5 separate regions of the Mus musculus genome follow, and regions 1, 2, 4 and 5 are each linked to region 3. Evidence: chromatin contacts called from public Hi-C, HiChIP or PLAC-seq and promoter capture Hi-C data. All regions are on one chromosome and are shown on one strand. The core of a region is the stretch at or near the end of the contact, and the rest is flanking DNA. Distances in the headings are between cores, read along the strand shown. Region 1 has its middle 38 kb from the start of Gm31427. Region 2 overlaps Etnk1 (ethanolamine kinase 1). Region 3 holds the start of Bcat1 (branched chain aminotransferase 1, cytosolic). Region 4 holds the start of Fgfr1op2 (FGFR1 oncogene partner 2). Region 5 holds the start of C2cd5 (C2 calcium-dependent domain containing 5).

Region 1 (2,700 bases), core at 43-2,542, 1.7 Mb before region 3:
CTACAAGGTCAGAGTTCAAGGCCAGACTGAGGTACACGAGCTCTTAATGAGATAGTGATGGTGATGATAATGATGATCATGGTGATGATGATGAGGTTGGTAGAAAGACTACTATCTGATGCCTCCATACTGTAAGGCATCCCTAGAGATAGAGACAGATAAATAGATAAAGATAGATACATAGATAGATACATAGATAGATACATAGATAAATACATAGATAGATACATAGATAGATAGATAGATAGATAGATAGATAGATAGATAGTACATCAGCCCCTAGCTATCTTTATTAAGCTGAATTTGAGAGAAAGGTCAGTTTAGATATCCCACCTGAATCATCCTGTTTGAGTCTTGTTTTAGCTGCCATTTGACTATAGCTGCTCCTGACACCCCAAGTGGCACTTGCTGAGCACTGTAACCCCATGAGCCTGTGATAAGTATCAATAAGCTGTTAGTTTTAATATAAAACATGGATGGCAGTAATCAATATCAGGAGGGCAGAGACTCAAGGGCTCAACACTTTGGGTTGACTTGCCAGTTTGGGGGTCTCCTCCCAGGAGGATATAATAAATACCTTCTGACATAGTGTCCTTATCTTCCAATGAGTGGCGTAGCAAGATGTCGCTTACGGCTTTGTGACAGGGTCAACTGAACTTGCTATATGAAAAGCTGAGCTTGGTATTAACAGATGTCCAATAGATGCTAGCTGTGTTCTCTATTAGCCGTGTTTCCTCAGTATCTTGTTTTACTCTGGGTTTTTGTTAAATGCCTCATGCATCTTAAAAGAAAGTGAGGGCCACCTTTGAATACTCAGTTACATGAGAGCAGATAAGTAGATTCTGAAGGGGGGAAAATCATATCAGGACAAGAATTCCTCATCCAAAAACTAGGAGTCACTTTCTTGGTAGATTTACACAATTATATGAGAGGAGGGGACTGCAGAGGATTGAATTAATGGTTGTCCAGACCTCCAAACAGCACACTCCCTGTCAGAGTGTCTACCAGCACTATTTTCTTTATCTTATACCTTTTTCTACCTCCCACATCCCGGAAGAATTCCCACATCATTCAAGGAGAAACAATCTGGCCCCTGCAAGCGCAAGGTTGTATGGGGCTGGAAAAGGCTCCCCACGCTGTGGCAGTTCCTTGACCCCCATAAGCTCTTTCCAGTCACGCCCGCCCCACGAGCGGGAGAGTTTGAGTTTCAGATATAGATTGGAGCCCTTCCTTACTAACTCCAGTGAAATAGCTCAGAGTTTGGCTGGCACTTTTAAATACTATGCAGATGGCGCTGAACCCCAGCCAAACTGGCGGCATCTCGATTTCCTCTGGTGAGTGCCTGTGGGGTGTCCTCAGGAAGGCATTGATTCTGCTTCCTTTCTCTCCTCTCTTTTTCTTTCTCCTTCTCTCTCATAAAAAAAAATCTTCCACATACATTCTGCATTTTTCCTATAAGCTCCAGTTTCTTTCTTTCTTTCTTTAAATAATAAACCATCCAGCAATAATGAATAGAACCTTAGGTTTCCCGCCCGACCGCGTCCTTGTGCTAGTTAGCGATCGTGTTGTGTGGAAATTTCCACACCAGCGGCAGATCCATCGCTTTGCCCTTTGTGGTTCCCCGCTGCCAGGAGAGAAAATGTTCGCAAAAGGAGATCTGAGGGGGGCTTCCCACCGATTTAGAAGAGGCAGACTAAAGGACGCCCAGGGCCAGCTGTGAAGGCGGCTCTCGTATGCTGATGGGGACGCTCAGAAATATCTGTGAATCTGCAGCTCATCTTCAGGAGCTGTAAAACCTAACTGCACGGAGTGGGTTTTTGAACACTCTTAAAATAAACACAAAGCACGCTATGATAAAGGGAGCGCCTCAGCTTTTGTTGTTGTTGTTGTTTGCTTGCTTGATTTCCTGTTATCCTATAACAGTGTGGTATCTTTGCATACAGGGACGTTTCCGGGCCAAGCAAAAGCGTTTCACCGAGTAAACCACTTCCAAATGTATTACGCGTATAAGCTGAGTGTGTCTGGGTGGGTGTTCCACGTCCCTGTCTGCTTGCTAAGGTTCTGGCTGGCCCTTGCTCATAGCCGCTGCAGAGGAGAGCGAACCCACTCACCCACATTGTTTCTGGCAGCTGGCTAGTGGGTTGATACTTCAGCTGCTGAGATAAATCGGAGCACATCTAAGTTGAAACATAGCTAGAGATACTGTCGGCATAACGTCTCTCATCCTGTTCATGATAGTTTTGGGTCAATCTGAATTAAGCTTGCTTTCTTACTGCATATCTTTATGTCTCTGGGTGATTTACAGATATTTACTTGTCTCTGCATATATTGAGACAATAGCTCTGTTCATTGAAGATCCCCTGAGAGCTGTGTCTGGCTTTCTGCATTTGTTCCTGGTGGCAAAAATCTGATAGTTCTATTTTCAGCCTATATTATTGTGTGCCTATATCTTATTATTGATTATAATTATTATTTGTAAAATGTTAATAGTTTTGCTTCTTATAACCTCTTGGTTATATTTTTTTTCATTCTCCACACTAAAAGATAAGAATATTTTTGCCCCTACCTATTATACCCTACATTTTGCTAACTATACTTTTACATTCTCAGGATGAGTAATATTTTATCCACGTAAGCATAATCACAAATTTTAGGCTTCTGTTGTTGTTGCGCTAGGATTTTAGCCTTAAGTTCATGCCT
Region 2 (2,700 bases), core at 163-2,662, 1.9 Mb before region 3:
TAGTTAATTTGTTTCTTACCCTCATCCCAATTTCTTCATAAGAGCCCATGTATAAGTCTTACTATAACTTTAAATTTAAGGGATGTTAATCATTGTCCATTTTCTATTCAGTAAAACACAAGAAGTTGATTGGCATTTAGGCAAAACAAAAGTAGAAGAAAATGAAGGCCTTTTATTGGAATGGTTTTAGTTTTGTACACGGTAGGTAGGAAAGTCTGTACTACTGTCCTCTGATTGGCTCTAAACAAGATCCATTCTGCTCTTACTAACACAGAACTTATTGTTTTAGTGATGTAGAAGATCTTTCCCATGGGTTTATTTTAACATTTAATACAAATCTGACTTGCTAGGAGGTTTATAGAGATTTCTTAGCCCTTCCTGCTTGACCGACACAGATCAGCCTCAGTGGAGCTGTCCTTGTGGTACCAGATGTAGCTCAGTTGCTAACTGCTGACCTAGTACATACAGAGCCTCAGCCATCCTCAGCCATCCTCCTCCATCTTCAGCCAGCGTCGAGTAAGTGGGTGTGCCAGTACTGTAATCCCAGTACTTGGAAGGTAGAAACAAAGGACAGGAAATTCAGGGTCATTCTTGGGTAGGTTTTAGGCTCCTCCTCCCCCAGTCCCTATTAAAGAAATAACAGAAACAAACAGAATCTTGTCTTTGAAACGTTACTGATGAAACAAGCAGAAATAGGTACATAGTCATATAAACAGTTTGCTTATAAAAATCAATATATTCATACACATATATACCTTTGCTTGCCTGCTTGGAGTACCACCATATCTTTAAAATAAAAGCCATGTTTATAGAGTACTGAGTTTAAATATCTACAAATACAGATATAGACCTAACTCTTTCTAACCCTGTACCTGGTACCTAGAGTCTCTACGATTGACAAGTTTGTGCTGTATCCCACCTCACCTGCTCATTCATCAGTCTGTCTTCCTTTCTTACTTTATCTTCACTGAGTTGCAGACCTGCGTGGTTTCCATCCCCAAGTTCTTTACAGTGTAGTGTGTTTAGAGCTCAGCATGCACTGAAGTGTACTGTGCCAGGCTTAGCATAGCAAGCTGGGGGTGGTGATGTGGAGTAGCATTGCAGCCATTGGGAAACTGAAAGCGTGGGATATCTGTTGCCTGAGAAATTCAAGGTAACCTAGGCAACATAGTGGAAACCTGCCTTTAAAAACAAGTTTTAAGCATGCTACTTGTAGAATTTGACAGGTGTCTGCCCCTATAAGCTGAAGGCCCTTAAGTACAGAACAGTTCTACCATCCTGGAGAGAGCCTCGTGCTCTCGAGAAGAATACACTAATCCTGAATTGATTTACTCTAGACTACTGTGTGTGAGAGTAGAGCAGCCCAAGACAGTCAGCGTCCAGCAGGACTCTAGCCAGACGCAATGGTGCATGTCTGTAATCCTAGCTCGCAGGAGACTGAGGCATGGAAATTTTGTGAGTTAGAGACCTGTGCTGTCTATGTAGTGAGTGACAGGGCAGCCAGGGCTACAGAGCAAGACCCTGTTTTAAAACCCAACAAACAGTCCCCTGCATTCCTTAGTTATTAAGGAGCACTGACTGAGATTGCTGGATGTTTGTTTTCAGTGTTTATTTTTACTGCCTGACAGTGTCACAGTTTCTGGTGTACGGCGGTCCTTCCTCCTCCAGTATTCTCTTGTTCTTTCCCCATTCCTGCTGAGCCCTTTCTTCCCAGCATCCCTCTCTCCTCTTTCTGTGTGTGCCTGGGTGTGACCCACTGGTTTTCCTGAGTTGTTTGCATGAGCCTTTTCAGACGCATGCGCTAGGCCCACTGTATTTCAGTCATACCTGGGTGAGAATGTTAAATGCCGTGTTTCCCCTTTGTGGAAATGCTCTTGCAGCCCTTCCTCTCCTGCTACTGTGCTTGTGTTCTGTGTAGTAGAGCCTCCATTTCTCTCCTAGCATTTGACTACTTCCCATGTACCACGAGGGCTCTTGTGTCCCTCCCCAGGCTCAGCCTCACACAGCTGTTGCCAGTCCCTGCTCTTACAGTGAGAGTGATGTGTGCTGGCCTGGGCTGGAGGTGGGTATTTCCTCGCTCACATCCTCTTGCCAAGCTCTTACACAGAATTCCTGTGAACTTTCCTCACCGCTGTTTCTCCATGTCTAAGAGCTGGGCTGGAAAGGGTCCGACTCTCAAATAGGTGACTTTTCTTTTCATTTGTAATAAGATAAGGTCAAGACATGTGTCTTGTTATAATTATATAGCCTTGTTTAGTTCGTTTTTGGCTTTAACATGCTTTAATAAATGGAAGACTAGTTTTCTTGCATTGAGATTTGACCAGTTTAACTGGATTTTTCCTACAGTGGTGAGGGCTTCAAGCAGTAGTAAAAAAAATCAAAAATATTTTTGAAAATTCAAATTCATCCATTATTTGCTTTGTGTTGTGTGTCACTGGTGCAATTATTTAAAGATTATAAAAATCAATGCTAGCCTTTAAGCTGATCATTTTTTTTAAAGGTTAAGGATGCCCTGAGAATCTGGATGATCTAGAAGCCCCTCCTTGGGAAGTGAGTGTGCACATCAGATTCTAGGGTGTGTTTTCATTATCTGTTCACCTTTGAGACCTCAAGGAGAAATTCTTGTCTGAAGGAATTAGTTATTAAGAGTAATGGACATTATTAATACTGGGAAATATTAAAAAAAATTAAACTCACGGT
Region 3 (2,700 bases), core at 164-2,663:
GCTCAGCTGGCTTGTGGCTTCCAGCTTTTCCCTATACACAGACTGCCCATCTATGGAGTCTAGGAACTTATATTTTAAGGTAGATATATACAGAATGAACAAATGATTAAGAGAGATAGTGAATACATTAAATGCATGTGGATAAAATTATAAAGGCATATGATTTAGTGAGATAAGGTAAAGAATGTAAAGAAAAGGAGAGAAGAGAGGGGAGGCAAGGAGAGGAGAGAGAGATGAGAAGAGAAAACGAGAAAATTAGAAAACGAGAAAATGAGAAAACGAGAAAAAGGAAAAGAGAAAAAGAGAGAGAAAAAGAGAAAGGGTATCTATCTATCTATCTATCTGTCAGGGCTAGGAGCGAGGGCGGCACAGTGGGGATGGAGACGTGACGTGTGGATTCCCTCCAGCTAGGCTTGAGCAGTCTGAGTGTCTAACTTCCTCCGCCTCCTCAGAAACTGAAACGTGGCTCCGCTCTGTAGCTCCCCGAAACCCACGTTTTATTACTCGAATATTCCTTGCGGGAGACTAGGTGACTGCACAGCCGACAGAGCATCATTTCCCTTCGGAAAGGAAACTTTTCAGATCTGGCAGTTTTTCAGACAGCCAGAGCTCTGGCTCTGGAAAATATCTTAAAACGCCTCAGGCTGGCCTCTGGGCTAGCTATCTCAGATGATAATTAGAGTTCACCGCCTGCACTCTCTGGTCCTGAAGCTCGAGTGGTCCGTAACTCGGAAGCTTCCACTTGGAACCTGGACCTTAAAAGACAAGCGATCTGCTTTCGGCAGATAAGAGGGTCCTCCTCCCCCTTCTATTACAACTACCCAGAAGAGCGTCCGAGCATCCTCGCCAAACCCTATCTCTGGGCAGCTCAAACGCAACGATACGGTCCTTCTTCCCGCCTAGGGAGCATGTAGGAGAGGCGCTGTGGCATCCTCTAAATCTGGGTACCGCATTTACAGAACCAGGACAAGAACCGGAGCGGGAGCATCTGCGGGTGGATACGAGGCCAGATCCCCACGCTTAGTAGCCCAGGACGGGGGACAAAGCAAGTTGGTCCTTCCATCCTCCTCTCTCCACCCAGTGTCCGAGATATTCCGGGTGGGTGAGTAGCTGCATTCCAGCATGAACTTCAGCAATACGCTTACCTTCATTTCTCGTGGCTTGGGTCGTGGCTCCGGCTCCTGGGTGCAAATGTGAGTCTCCTCTGGAGGAGGCGGCTGTGCAGTGACACGTGGCGCTCAGGGTCGGTCGGCAAGCGCGGAAGATGGAGAGCTGGGCGCGCTCCGCTGCGGATTGCATCAGCAGCGACTGGCTCAGCCGCGAGCTACAGTCCGACCTCTGGCTCACTCCAGGGTGGAGACACTGATCCCCTCCAGTGATTTGTATCGCAGGAGGGGAGGTAGCAGAGGAGGACAAATCTGAAAGCGTCTTTGATTCATTTGCTACCTCCCCAGTCCCTCCCCCAATCATACGCTGTACTAGGATCTAGTCTCAGAACTGGGAAGTTTTAAGGTATATTTTGGATAATAAAGAAGAGTTTGGGTTTTTCCGTCTCGCTCTCACGCTCCACACCCCACAGACAACTCTCAAATACAACCACTCTTACCAACTCCTTTTCTCTCTAATTTTTATAACATTTAAATAAATATAATAGATTTTGAATAGGAGCGGGTGGCTAGATGGACAGGGACAGTGGTGGATAAGGGCCAACTGGCAGGAGCCGGTTCTCTCCTTCCACCATCTGAGCCCTGGATGGAACTCTCACTCTCAGTCTGTGGTCTACGCTCTGTAGTCGTCTCTTAGTTTGCATCCTTTGATGTGCACATACAGAAGTAATTTAATGTGAAATGGTCCTCACCACCTGATAACTTCCTTCCTGCGTCCACACAAGCCTCAGGCAAGGCTCCCACCGATGGGATTTCAGTTGAGGAGAGGATCTCTCTGAAAATCTGAAAACTTTCTTTTTAGTAAATCTAAGCAGAAGGCTTTGCTGTGAAATTTTCATTCTTAACTCCCTAGGAGAGAATAGGCTTTTCCCCGACCATGTTTTGCCTGTATCCTTTGTTTGTTTGTTTGTTTGTTTTAGATTTATTTATTATATGTAAGTACACTGTAGCTGTCCTCAGATATTCCAGAAGAGTGCATCAGATTTTGTTACGAATGGTTGTGAGGCACCATGTGGTTGCTGGGATTTGAACTCGGGACCTTCGGAAGAGCAGTCAGCACTCTTAACCACTGAGCCATTTCGCCAGCCCTATTTATTTTTTTAAAAATGTTTTCTTTCTTCTCATTTTTCTTTTCTGACTTATTTATGTGTGAGTTCACCATCACTGTCTTCAGATGCACCAGAAGAGGACATCAGATCCCATCATAGATGGTTGTGAGCCACCGTGTGGTTGCTGGGAATTGAACTCAGGACCTCTGAGAGAGCAGTCAGTGCTCTTAACTGCTGAGCCATCTCTGCAGCCCTTGTTTTTCTTTTCTGCTGCTTGGAATGAAACTGCCCAGGTGAACAATGAATAGCTGAATTATCCTGACAAATGTACTGAGTTATCTTTGCACCCAGCACAACAGCAACAACTTCTTCCCTTCAGAAGACTGTAGTCCAGATCGGTTTTAACTCAAGCAGCGCTGTGGGCTTTAAGTGGTGAGTGTAGACATCCTGGGTTATTGTTCATACGATGGAGCACTGATCCACAG
Region 4 (2,700 bases), core at 136-2,635, 1.5 Mb after region 3:
CTTAAGTGTGTTTTCAAGATTTGATACGGATCCTAAGTTCTGAGAATTTTGTGCAAAAAAGGCCAAAGTAATGGTGCCAGTTCAAAGAATATGCCACATCATACCATGCAGTCTATCTACCAAATGAAGTTAGTTCATACTTCTTTTTTTCTTTTACAAAGCACTTAAAATAGAAGAAAACATCTGTGCACATTGTATTTGATTCTTATGCCTACAAATCACAGATCTAATTCCTCAAATGTATTTATGGTGATCCTTGTTAGGGGCTAAGGGAAATCAACAGGAAAAGACTGACAGCAAAAGTACAACCCAAAATAGACACACATCTCCTACGGTAACTGCATATTGCGTCTTTCTATGGCTTCAAACTCATCCTCTCCCTCCACTTGCAATACACTACAGTAATTCACCACGTAGACCACAACAAGCAGATGCTATCCCATGCTGGCGAAGAGAAAACACTTCTAAAACTTTTTCTTATAAACACAGAACATGTGGTGCACTGCCCTGCTTCGCTCCTAAAATTTTACAGACCAAAAAAAAAAAAATTTTTTTTTTAAACCTACATTCTAAAGCACCTGGGAAACAGCAAGTGTTCAAGGTAACAAACCACCTTAGGGTCCCGCTATTACCTCCTGCTGCTCTGGAACGCACCGCCCCTCCCCGCCAAAGTCCCTGTCTGCAAACCTTCTGCACACACCTGACTGCAAGGGGGGTGGGGGGCGGCGAACGAGGTGAGTGGATGGGGAAGACCTCGGCATCGAGGTTCGCTTACTTTCGTGCCTGGTCCTGCAGTGAATGAACGGAGGCTGAGAGAGAAGGCGGACGAGGGTGGGTGGGGAGTCGGCGCACAGTCGGTCTGGTACAACCCGCAGAAGACTGACTGCCCGGCTCATCTCCCAACACTCCGGCTGCTTAAACGCAGGGGCGCGCGCATGCGCGTGCAAGCACAAGAGCGCACTCGGACTCGCGCGTGCGCACGGCGCTCTCGCACAGCCCCGCCATCTTCCCTTCTCCTTAGAAGCCACCAGAGGCCGAACCGGAAGAGGGCGGAGCAAGTGAGGGGAAAAAAAAAGCCTTTAACATTTGTTCCCAATCAACCGTAGGGAAGAACGGTCAGGACGACCCGAGAGATCCCCCCACAAAGTACTAAGCCACGGCCGGGACAAGCCAGCCTCGGCTCTGGACAGGCAGAGCCTACCCACCCAACCTCCCCTCTCCGCCTCCAGTCCGGGCCGGTAGCCCCTCGGAAAACACGCGAGAGTGTGCGAGCGGCAGAGCAAAACCTTGAGAGGGGGGCGAGGAGAGAAGCCCCGCCCCCTCCCCGTTCTCCAATCAACGGCCAGCCGTTTACCGGGGGTGGGGCCTTCGGGAACCAGCAGAGGGAAGTCTCGCGAGGCTTGTCGCTCAGCGGCTGCGGGTCGCGGAGGTTCTGGTCCGCCCGGGATGGGGCCGAGACGAGTGGGTTTCCCGTACGTCCCGCCGCTGTGTGAGCAGGACTGTGCGTCCGCTCGCTGAGCAGGCGCAGCGAGGGCGCGGAGACCACTCCGTGGGCACTCCACCTCGCGGGTGGTCGTCGCCCCAGGGGGACTGAAGCGCAGTGGAATAACTACACGCGTGGGCGAGCCTCTGAGCCGGGCTTCCTCTCTCCGTGCTCTCCCTGAGGTCCTGCCGGGAACTGAGGTACGGAAAGTTCCCTGAAAACCCTGGGCCTGCACGCCGCGGGACACCCCTTCCGGGTTCCCCTTCCTGCCACTCGGGAGCTCCGTGGGCGGTGGCCTGAGGGACTTGTCACTGTTGAGTTTACCTCAGCACACTTGACCGCGTTTGCGCCTGGGACTTAGCCACGGTCCTGAGGGAGCTGCTGGGATCGTTTGAGTCCCTCAGCGGCCTTCCAAATTCGGTTTCAAGTTGAAAAACTGGTTTTCTCCAGACAAATGTTTCAGAAGCTCCAAGTGTGTGCATTCCACCATTTTCAAGAACAGTGCAGTTCTCTGCTTTCAGAGTGATGTGTGTGGACAGGATGCTTATTGGTGTGTGTGGTCTGCACGCATTCTTTCTTTATCCCATTCTAAGGTTTTCTTTGAAAGACACATGCTTTTTATATTGCTACCAGCATCTGTGTCTGCTCCTCAAGAGTGAGGACTCTCTTTTCTTCCCGTCCTCCTTTCCAGAACACGGACCTCAGAACTGCCTACGTTCTGTATTCCACTCACACTGCACCAGGTTTTTTTGCTTCTTTCACTGTGACTGTTACAGTTGCCCTTCCTCCACCCCAAACCGGTGTCCCCGCCTCAGCCTTCCATACTTACTGTGACATGTATTCGCCTGAAACTTTTTCAAGTTCTAATTTAAGCATATCGATTCATCAGGGTTTTTTACCATCCTATCTCATCATATTTTACCTTTTCAGTGTCATCTTATTGCCACCCCTAATTCCTTTCCAAACACTGTGCCATGTGAGTCCATATAGTCTGCTAGAATGCTTGCTTTTCCTTCTGTCTTATCATCTATCAAAACCCAATTCATAGATGATTCTTTTTAGACTCCCTCCGGTGACATTGACAGTACAATGAACTCGGATAGCTCTTGACATAGTTTTGCAGTATTCATTAGGATGTATTATTTGTTCAATTACCTGTCTCTCCTGCCAGCTTGAACTTGAGTCTGGAATCATGTCTTATTCATGTTTAAAACAAA
Region 5 (2,700 bases), core at 79-2,578, 2.0 Mb before region 3:
AAACTGCTTTGGGTTTTGTTTTTTGTTTTTTGTTTTTTTTTTTGGGGGGGGGGGGTTAGTTTGGTTTGTGTTTGTTTGTTTCAATAAAAGATGAAGTTGAACTCAACAAATGCCATAAAAATAAATAAAATAAAAAATACAGTGAATTGCAGTTAATTAGGTTCTGGAACGTTTAAGAATATATTGAGTATAAGTATACTGTCATATGTCTTTGAACCCTAAGCATTAATAGCCCAAATGATTATTGCTCTAATGGTCTGCCTCATTATGTCAACTTTTATTACAATTTCTCCTTGGCTTCTTTCAGGTTGTGAGTTATTAACTTCCGGACAGTAGGCCTGTGCTAATTTGCATGACTTTTAAACTAATCATTAGACTTAAAGAGCAATTTTGCAATTGAAACCCATGGCACTTAATTGACTTCCTACCTCGAGGCAATAAATTACCCTGAAACAGCTCACCTCCCTACCAGTCTACACAAGGGCAGCTTTAGTGCTGCTGTTGTGTGTGACTTGCACTGATGATTCAGACGGTGTTGGGGTACGGGTTGGATGTAGTCGCACCGTGGGGCTGTGGGTGTCCCCAGAGGGCTGGCTGCGTGGACTTGCTGCAGCAATGGCCCTTAACCTCCTAACCGCAAACGAGGTCGTGGCGAGCGTCTCCGCTGCCACGCCTCGGACCGGCAGGTGGTCGGACCGACGCCCTGACCGCGAGCTTGGCAGCGGGACGTGTCCAGGACCGATGGCCACATCTCACGGGCTGGGGGCGGGCGGGCATCCCTCCACGGAGCCGGGGACCGCGGGAAGGGCAGGGCTCGGCGCCCCGTGCTCTGGGGGGCAGGACCAGGAACCAACCTCCACGAAGGCATCCGTCAGGTCACTGGCACGGTCCATCACCGGCAAATGGCGACCGGCCACAATTTTCACCTTCAGCTTCCCCGGCATCACGGCGGCTTCGGCCTCTCCTAGGATTCCTGCAGAAACAAACAAGCGAGTCTGCGCCGAGCGAGCGAGCGAGCGCGAGCCCGGGGGGGGGGGGCGCGGGGGCGCGCGGAGAGGCGTCGGGAGCGCGCGCCAACTGACAGCGGAGGGCGCGCGCGCCGCACTCACGCTCTGAGCAGGAACCGAGTCGTCCCGCGCGGCCACCGAGGCCTCATTCCGGAGAAGCAGCCGGAGGAAGGGCGCCGGCCAGCCGTGCTGCCCTACCCCTGACGTGCTGCAGAGAGCCGCCAAGTCCAGTCAGCATCCCGCAAAGCAGGCACCGCGCCCACCCACCTTTCTCCTCCCACCTTCCAAAAATGGCGGCTCGAGGGGCGGGAGCGATCGATCTCTCGGTGCTCTGCCCTGCGGCGGGGCCGATTTGAATTCGCGGGGCCATGGGAGAGGGGCGGGGCTGAGCTGGAGAGCAGGGGAACCGGTCGAGCCCTGCATCATCTACCCAGCCTCGGGTCGGTTAGGTGCAGGAGCCGTGCTGAGGACACGCTCCAGCGCTCTGGGCACCCGGCGCTGGTGACAACCCAGCCGCGCTTCATTTTGTTGGCCCTTGGACAGACTGCTGCTGCCAAGCATACTAGAGGAGTCTACTTTTAGTGTTTCCTGAGACGGCCACCAGGAAGGGGTACTGATGCGAGTAGTGGTTTTCTATGAATTTCAGTAAGAATCCTCTGGTTAGAGTCAGGTGTGGGGACGCACACCTGTCAACCCAGAACTTGGAAAGTGGAGGCAGGAGGATTGCATCGAGTTCTTAGCCAGCCTGGGCAACAGACGAAAAGTTTGGCTCAAAAAAGAAAAAAAAAAAAAAAAAAAAAAAAAAAAAAAAAAAAAAAAGGAAAAGGGACAAAAAATTACACACACGCATCTCAGCTAGTGAAAATAAATATTATTTCTTCAAAGACTTATTTCAGTCACAGGCAATTGTACTGTGTACTGGGTTATAGATGGCACTTCACACTTCCTTATGTCAGTGTGAACTTTGTGTGTCAGTGTGAACTTTCTTTTTTGAGGCAACATCTTGCCTGCTGGCCTCTCCTTGGTATGCAGCCCAGGCTGGCTTTGAATGTGGCAGTCTTCCTGGTGTATTGTCACAAGTGCTAAGGTGATGGGTTTGTGCCTGCACATCCAGCTCTCTAAGTATTAAGCATTCACACGCCTAAAGGAAAGGTCTACAGTGCTGGCTAAAAGTCAGCAAGAAACGAACCTCCAGCGGTACATGTAGTCAGTGTGAGAAATGAGCCCGAAGAAGACCTCACTAGGTCTCTGTAAATTGACCCCACTCTAGATACATCATGAGCCTGTCAAAGTGGGGTATTAGATACTGCTTCAGACTATCAGAAAATGATTGGGGTTGAAGCCCACACACAGGATGGAACAAGAGCACTTCCTACACTATGGCAAACCCAGCATTGGCAATACACTCTGTAGTAAATACTGAAATCAACACTGAAAATGCCAGTGGGAAAAAAATCACAGCACTGAATTTATCAGGAATGGAAAATTCCTAAATGAAGATATCAGCATGGTCTTTTTAACTTCAAAAATACTAAAACAGGATAGAAAAATTACTTGAAGTGGTAATGAACCAGAAACGCCCTTTCAAAAAGAGTCCTCCTGAGAAAGGAATTTTGCCCATGGGCAAAACTGAATTCTTCCAAAGAAAATGTCCTGCTCAAAAGAAGAAAAAGAATAAGTAAAAGATACATTG

What was found. Promoter capture Hi-C pulls out the DNA fragments that hold promoters and counts their contacts. A called contact is a pair of places that touch in the nucleus more often than the background predicts. HiChIP or PLAC-seq counts read pairs in DNA pulled down with a chosen protein or histone mark.
Region 1: a promoter capture Hi-C map of hippocampal neurons shows a contact between it and region 3, with 4 times the contacts expected there. The contact joins the enhancer-like site here to the promoter of Bcat1 in region 3. A contact is called at or near these places in 7 of 39 promoter capture datasets (the 3T3-L1 cell line, 3T3-L1-derived adipocytes, cranial neural crest and 3 more) and 2 of 115 datasets of contacts at active chromatin or transcription factors (large pre-B cells and pro-B cells).
Region 2: a contact with region 3 is called in a promoter capture Hi-C map of hippocampal neurons, with 6 times the contacts expected there. The contact joins the enhancer-like site here to the promoter of Bcat1 in region 3. A contact is called at or near these places in 7 of 39 promoter capture datasets (the 3T3-L1 cell line, 3T3-L1-derived adipocytes, the HPC-7 cell line and 4 more), 3 of 115 datasets of contacts at active chromatin or transcription factors (the 230-238 cell line, embryonic stem cells and large pre-B cells) and 2 of 9 other capture datasets (adipose tissue and liver).
Region 4: a Hi-C map of B cells shows a contact between it and region 3, with 5 read pairs. The contact joins the promoter of Fgfr1op2 here to the promoter of Bcat1 in region 3. A contact is called at or near these places in 1 of 39 promoter capture datasets (pre-B cells), 1 of 484 Hi-C or Micro-C datasets (B cells) and 1 of 115 datasets of contacts at active chromatin or transcription factors (embryonic stem cells).
Region 5: an H3K4me3 HiChIP or PLAC-seq map of pro-B cells shows a contact between it and region 3, with 7 times the contacts expected there. The contact joins the promoter of C2cd5 here to the promoter of Bcat1 in region 3. A contact is called at or near these places in 3 of 39 promoter capture datasets (hippocampal neurons, liver and pre-B cells), 5 of 115 datasets of contacts at active chromatin or transcription factors (the 230-238 cell line, embryonic stem cells, large pre-B cells and 1 more) and 1 of 9 other capture datasets (embryonic stem cells).

Annotation. Positions count from the first base shown.
Region 1 is chr6:143,413,514-143,416,213 of GRCm38.p6, forward strand. No RefSeq gene overlaps it. Among named protein-coding and RNA genes, the nearest start is that of Gm31427, 38 kb to the right of the region's middle. Within about 2 kb of position 1,293, at least 22 of the 459 cell types and tissues checked have an H3K27ac peak or open chromatin away from gene starts, as enhancers often do. A contact at or near this core is called in hippocampal neurons, where this site is marked.
Region 2 is chr6:143,189,914-143,192,613 of GRCm38.p6, forward strand. The region is part of intron 4 of Etnk1 (ethanolamine kinase 1); the gene reads left to right. Among named protein-coding and RNA genes, the nearest start is that of Etnk1, 24 kb to the left of the region's middle. Within about 2 kb of position 1,413, at least 42 of the 459 cell types and tissues checked have an H3K27ac peak or open chromatin away from gene starts, as enhancers often do. A contact at or near this core is called in embryonic stem cells and hippocampal neurons, where this site is marked.
Region 3 is chr6:145,074,744-145,077,443 of GRCm38.p6, forward strand. Bcat1 (branched chain aminotransferase 1, cytosolic) reads right to left here and starts at 1,414. Exons shown (of 11, transcript NM_007532.5): 1 at 1,146-1,414. The coding sequence starts at 1,151.
Region 4 is chr6:146,576,526-146,579,225 of GRCm38.p6, forward strand. It overlaps Fgfr1op2 (FGFR1 oncogene partner 2), which reads left to right and starts at 1,386. Exons shown (of 7, transcript NM_026218.2): 1 at 1,386-1,683. It overlaps Ints13 (integrator complex subunit 13), which reads right to left and starts at 1,310. Exons shown (of 18, transcript NM_138757.2): 1 at 776-1,310.
Region 5 is chr6:143,098,824-143,101,523 of GRCm38.p6, forward strand. It overlaps C2cd5 (C2 calcium-dependent domain containing 5), which reads right to left and starts at 1,329. Exons shown (of 29, transcript NM_001362113.1): 1 at 1,110-1,329; 2 at 855-973. The coding sequence starts at 944.